2 separate regions of the Zea mays genome follow, and region 1 is linked to region 2. Evidence: chromatin contacts called from public Hi-C data. All regions are on one chromosome and are shown on one strand. The core of a region is the stretch at or near the end of the contact, and the rest is flanking DNA. Distances in the headings are between cores, read along the strand shown. Region 1 holds the start of LOC100280710. Region 2 has its middle 28 kb from the start of LOC100274211.

Region 1 (2,931 bases), core at 408-2,907, 130 kb before region 2:
CCTACATTAGGGACGAGGGATGGACCCCACAAAGATGCCCCCATTGTCAAACCAGCTGCTTTTCCCGTGACCACAGAGGCCTGCGGCAGATTGGCCTCCGTTCATTTCCTCACCACCGGGTCTTTTTTTTTTTTTTTTTTTGTCTAAGCGCGGCTCTAATAATTGCCGTCCCCTAAATAAACGGGATCCGAGACGCGGATAACGAACTCAACAAACGAGGGGGAAATAAATGGAAATAATGCACGTCCTCTCATCCGCCTAGATATTCCGCTGGTTCAAGCGAGACGAGGGACTGAGGCTCTTAGCAAAATCCATGAATGACCAAGCACCTAGAATTACGAGAAATCTTACGCAGACCAGTTCTAATCCCCGGTAACAAGCACGCGTCGCATTTCCTATTCGTTCGCCTCGCTTCCGGCAAAACCCGCAAGGCTACGAAACGAAACGAAACCCCCAGAAAAATCTTGACGAGACAAGAGAGAGAGAGAGAGAGAGAGAGAGAGAGAGAGAGAGAGCATAAGGAAGCTTCTGAGCATCAATGAAAAGCAGGAGCTGTACAGATCACCATATGATTATTATTATTATAAAAAAACGCTCAATCAACGATAATCGTGGTCCTGCCTTTTTTTCTAATCGGAACGGTATCCGCAGGCACATGGGGGCGCTATGAGGATGCCCGTTGCGTTGCATTGCATCTTCCAATCATCGCGTCATGAACCACACCAGGAGGACGCACGCCTCTTCCAGCAGACAGGCAGGCAGGGGAGGGAGGAATACAACAAACAAAACGCTAGCTAGGGTTAGCCGCGCGCACGGCGCACCTCATCCAGACTATTATACCCCTAGCTAGCTAGTGTGTCCTGTCTCCGAGGCACGGCATCGCGTGGAAGTTTTCGCGCCAGAACCATAAAAAAAAACAACCAACCAACATACCTCTAGCCACAGCCGATGCAATCATCTGTACAGATCGGAGGTCCGATTCTCTCGGCTGATTGCGAACGTCTTTGGGATTGGACAAGAGGTTTCTGATTGGAGACCCTCGGGGTCCTAAAGAAAAAAAAATTTGCTTCGCTGGCTGGATGGACGACACGACACAGAGGGAAAAGGAAGATGCTCCGTGTTCCTCTGCAACGCAAAATGCTTTTGATCCGGCATCCTAATTATTGGCTCCAGGTAACAAGTGACCCAGAGTTGTCTCTCTGCGACAACAGACGACGGTGCTAGAGACCCTAGCGTACATGTTTTGATGAGTGAGAAGTTTTCCCGGTTGTGTAGTTTCCCTGCTTCAGGTCACACTCATTCAGAGTACCAAAAAAAAAAAGACAAAAAAGAAAATTGAGCATCAATCCTTTTCCCAATCGTGTAATCTTTTTTACTTAGCTGGCTTGAGTACAAAGTAACAATATTTCTTGATATAGGAAGGACGAACTGTCGGGAGTTCCTTGTAGTAGTTTATGGTAGTGACGTTGCAGTAATAGCGTACCAGCAGGGGGGGCTCTGAAGCCCACCGACGGTTGATGAAGGGACACAAATTCTAGGGGAGGCGCTGATAAGACACAAGGACACACGTTTTCTACAGAGAAGCAAAGGGAAAGGCTAAGACGCTCCCACAGCCACGAGCTTTAAAAGAAGGAGAAGAGAGTGGCCCTTAACCCTACCGTTCTCTTCTCCCTAATCCTGGTAATCAGTAGTAGCCACTAGCGCTGCTGCCGTTCTCTTCCCCTACCCGACACAAGCTCCACCACCTCTATCTACCACACGCCACCACTGTAGGAGCTCCTCCACGATCATCCCGCCCTAGAGCCATAATAATTCGTTGAAGAGGAGGGGGTTCTTAGAACCAGAGGGCGGCTACCTGTGAAGGATACCCGTGCTGCTGGCTGCTGCTGCTGCTCCTCAAGCTAGAGCCGTGTGTGGGCTGTGCAGATTGCAGAGCGCAGCTTCCAGTCTCAGCATTGCTTTCAATGGGGAGGCACTCCTGCTGTTACAAGCAGAAGCTGAGGAAGGGGCTCTGGTCTCCTGAGGAAGATGAGAAGCTCATGAACCACATAACCAAGCACGGGCATGGCTGCTGGAGCACTGTCCCCAAGCTTGCAGGTACAACCATCAAAATCAAAATCAAATCCTGCACGCTTTGCTCTACCTTCTCAATTGTCCATCTCCACTGTTTCCTGCTCCTTCTCCAAGGCTACTTCTTTCTCCCAACTCCTCCTCTCGTACCTGCTCAATTGATTGATTAATTAATTAATTAATGGTGGCAGGGCTTCAGAGGTGTGGCAAGAGCTGCAGGCTGAGGTGGATAAATTACCTGAGGCCTGACCTTAAAAGAGGCGCATTCTCTGAGGAGGAGGAAGACCTCATCGTCGAACTTCATGCTGTACTGGGGAACAGGTAAAAAAGCTAAGCCCAAAATCATCACAGACACAGAATTTTGCACAGGCCGATTGCTTCCAAGCAAGCTTTCTTTTAACCAGGCCTTTTTCTTTTTTTTTCCACATCCATGGACAGGTGGTCTCAGATTGCAACAAGGTTGCCTGGAAGAACTGACAACGAGATTAAGAATCTCTGGAACTCGAGCATCAAGAAGAAGCTCCGGCAGAAAGGCATTGACCCCAACACCCACAAGCCGCTCCTTGTCGAGGTTGAACGCAGCAAAGCAGCTCCAACGACCAGTACCGAGAGGACCTCTGAGTCCAGTGATGTTGACCCTTCAAGTGGCGGCGCACTTGGCAACTCGAGCCATCTTCTTCTCAGCGAGACAGCACAATCACCACAGCTGCCAGCGCTCGGTAAGCATCGCAGAGAAACTACTAGCCTCGCACATCTAAGGGTGCCGCCCAAGGAGTTGTTCCTTGACCAGCTGGTTTCTGGTCATGAGAACCTCACTGGCTGCCGCACAGCAGGCCCAGTTCCAAATTTCCCTTTCCAACA
Region 2 (2,907 bases), core at 118-2,617:
CATATATAAGTTAGTTCTCTCCTACCTAGATGAGCAATATGAGACTAAAGCCCCATATCATCTCTACACAGTACCTTAGTTTCCTTATTAAATTAGACCACTCACTAGTGGGCCTAATTCCAACACAACGTGGGAAGGGGCGCTGGCCGCCAGGGGCGAGACAGTGGGGCGGTGGGGACGTGCGGTGTGGCCTAACTCAACGCACCATGTATACGTCTCTCGTCAACGACCGGAGGTAGAAGAAGGGATGGAAGTGGCTTATAGGGCTGAGCATTCGGGTTTTTTTGAAACTTCGGTTCGGTTTTAAAAAACTTCGGTTTTCTAGACATTAGAAACCGATCGGTTTTCTTGAAAATGAAAAACCGAGAAGTTCGGTTTCGGTTTTTTAATTTGGTTTTTCAGTAAAAACCGAATACCAAACTTGTACTCACGACAACACATACAAAAAGTTTATATGATAGATTACACATAATTTAAAAAGTAAAAATTGTATAGGTACAAATATTTAGAGATTCATCATACATCACATATAAATAAGTGAATAACAATTTAATTGTTTCACACATTTAGTTCACATATATAATCGAATAGCCAAATTTTAGAATTGATAAAGTTAGGTAATTCGGTTTTTTTTGTATTTCGGTTTGGTATACGGTGAAAACCGATTACGATACCGAAAACCGAACTTTTGAGATACAAAAACCGAAACCGAACCGAACTACCGAAAAAACCAAAATTTTGGTTTGGTTCGGTTTTCGGTTTATGGTAAAAAAGTGCCCACCCCTAGTGGCTTATAGTTAGGTCCCACATACTTAGTAGCTAATGATGTTTAAGATGCAAATTTATGCTAAATAGAGATGGTAATAAATCACGATGCAAATATTTTTTTAATAATAAGTTAGTCATTAAATAATTTTAGTTCAAAAAATAAATAATACTAGAACCCGATTCTAATCAAAGAGCTCAGCGCTAGAACGGGTCGGTGGCTCCTTCGTTCCTCAGCAGCTTCGCTTGCTACAGGTGAAGCTCGTCACGTCACCGCCCCTCGAATTAACTCACATTAATAGCGAGAAGAGAGGCGTGGGGGACTAATCGCGCGCACGTGCCGAGCACAAAGTACTGCCAGCAATGCTAGGTTAGCAATGCTCCACATCGCAGGGAAAGGTAAGGGAACAACGTACTCCTTCCTGCTAGTAGTACGCTCCAGAGCACGCTCAGCAGTTGTCGTTGGAACACCAAGGCCGGTTTCGCGGAAAGGAAGAAGAAGACGCCAAGACCTGACTCCTCTGCATGGACTGGAGTATGTACCAGTCCTAGTAGTTAGTAAGTAGTAGTACTGACGATCTTCTCAGAGCCTAATTAATTCCAGGTGATCCACGTCCACGCGGCAGGCGCCGACCCTGCCCTGAACCCGGGGGCCTCGGCCACACAGATGCATTGACCTGGCCGATTCCTGGACGGCGCCACCTGTCTAGGCGGGGCCCTGCTGCCGGCCCCCGAAAGGGACCCTGTCCATTTGGCGTGCCCCTCGTCGGGCCACGTCGGCAGAGACAGCCGGGGCCGCTCTCAGCCAGCCACTCCAGCGTTCAGGACTACAGTCTACAGCGCTGCACGTACGGCCTCGGTTCCTTCTCCGCCAGTACTCTCTCTAATCTGGTTGATCCTGTGGATTTGTTTGAGTGTTTTCTGTTGACAAAATTTACCTAAAAAACAATCTCGAGCCGCGTGGGCTAAGACAGCGTCCAACACTGCGCTTGATATAAGGGACTTTCTCGCACGGATCGAAAAACCTCCAAATTCAGCTGGCTCATATATTGCATAACGGTATCGCAACCTATATACAAGAACGGGCGACCAGGGAAGCCGGAGGTCACCGATAAACATGTTTATCATATACATTTATCAGAAAATCTATTTATCGGTTTCTCTTTTTATTTTACATAAATATTTTTTTAAAACCCCTGCCCCTCAATTTGCATAGAAATAACACGTAATATCCAAATCATCTAACCTAAAAACTGGATATAGAGAAATGCAAGAATATCAGTTTCCACCCAACATGTTATATAGTCATCTCCACGCAATCACCTCCCCACCCAGCGAAACAACGTCTCCCCCCTCTAGAAATCCCCGTGCAAAAAGGTGTAATGCACCTATGTTCAGTTGTGTTATACAAATGATCGATATTATAAATATATATATTTACAAATAATTTCAAAATAAGAAATTTAATTGTGTCCGGCTGAGCCGCCACGCAGGCCAAGAAGACGGTCTAGGTGCTGTAACATGTTAAGATTCATGTGGAAACACAATTAAAAGTATTAGGCCTTCATCCTTCAAACATATTCCATGAGAGACAGACTGAAGGAAGAAGATCTTTACATTTAAAAAAAAGCAAGATAGATAAAGATACTCAAGACAATTTCTTATTGATACACTCTTTTTACTATCCCTTCCTGATTACAAATGATTACAATTATACCTTTAAAGAAGATTGTGACAACAATTCGAATGTGACAAGGCATCATATCTTTGGAGGTGGATCGATTTCGTTCTCCAGCAATGGAGTCGTGCATGGCATTGTGCCTCTATTTATAGTGACAGTTCGATGTACAATTTTGTATGAAATTACAACCATACCCTCAGTTCCTATACACAACCTACGAAACTCACTATGGGCACCACCGTATTTTTCCTTATAGTCATGTTGAGAAAGTATTCAGAGTTCCCCTTCATCTGATCAACCGAAAGCCTCCTCCATCCGATCGATCGAGAGTTTCATACCTGGACCATAGAACTGAAGCTTCTGAATCCATATTCATGTATGTTTCCAGGACGAAGGTGGTTCTATCATTTATTCGGAGCACCTGAAAAAAATTAGAGATGATTGATATCTTGGTGTTTCGA

What was found. A called contact is a pair of places that touch in the nucleus more often than the background predicts.
Region 1: a contact with region 2 is called in a Hi-C map of ear, with 2.5 times the contacts expected there. The contact joins the promoter of LOC100280710 here to the enhancer-like site in region 2. A contact is called at or near these places in 3 of 25 Hi-C or Micro-C datasets (ear, leaf and tassel).

What each region holds. Positions count from the first base shown.
Region 1 is chr3:48,923,432-48,926,362 of Zm-B73-REFERENCE-NAM-5.0, reverse strand. It overlaps LOC100280710, which reads left to right and starts at 1,657. Exons shown (of 3, transcript NM_001153629.2): 1 at 1,657-2,097; 2 at 2,262-2,391; 3 at 2,509-2,931. The coding sequence starts at 1,965.
Region 2 is chr3:48,794,446-48,797,352 of Zm-B73-REFERENCE-NAM-5.0, reverse strand. No RefSeq gene overlaps it. Among protein-coding and RNA genes, the nearest start is that of LOC100274211, 28 kb to the right of the region's middle. Within about 2 kb of position 1,367, at least 17 of the 20 cell types and tissues checked have an H3K27ac peak or open chromatin away from gene starts, as enhancers often do. A contact at or near this core is called in ear, leaf and tassel, where this site is marked.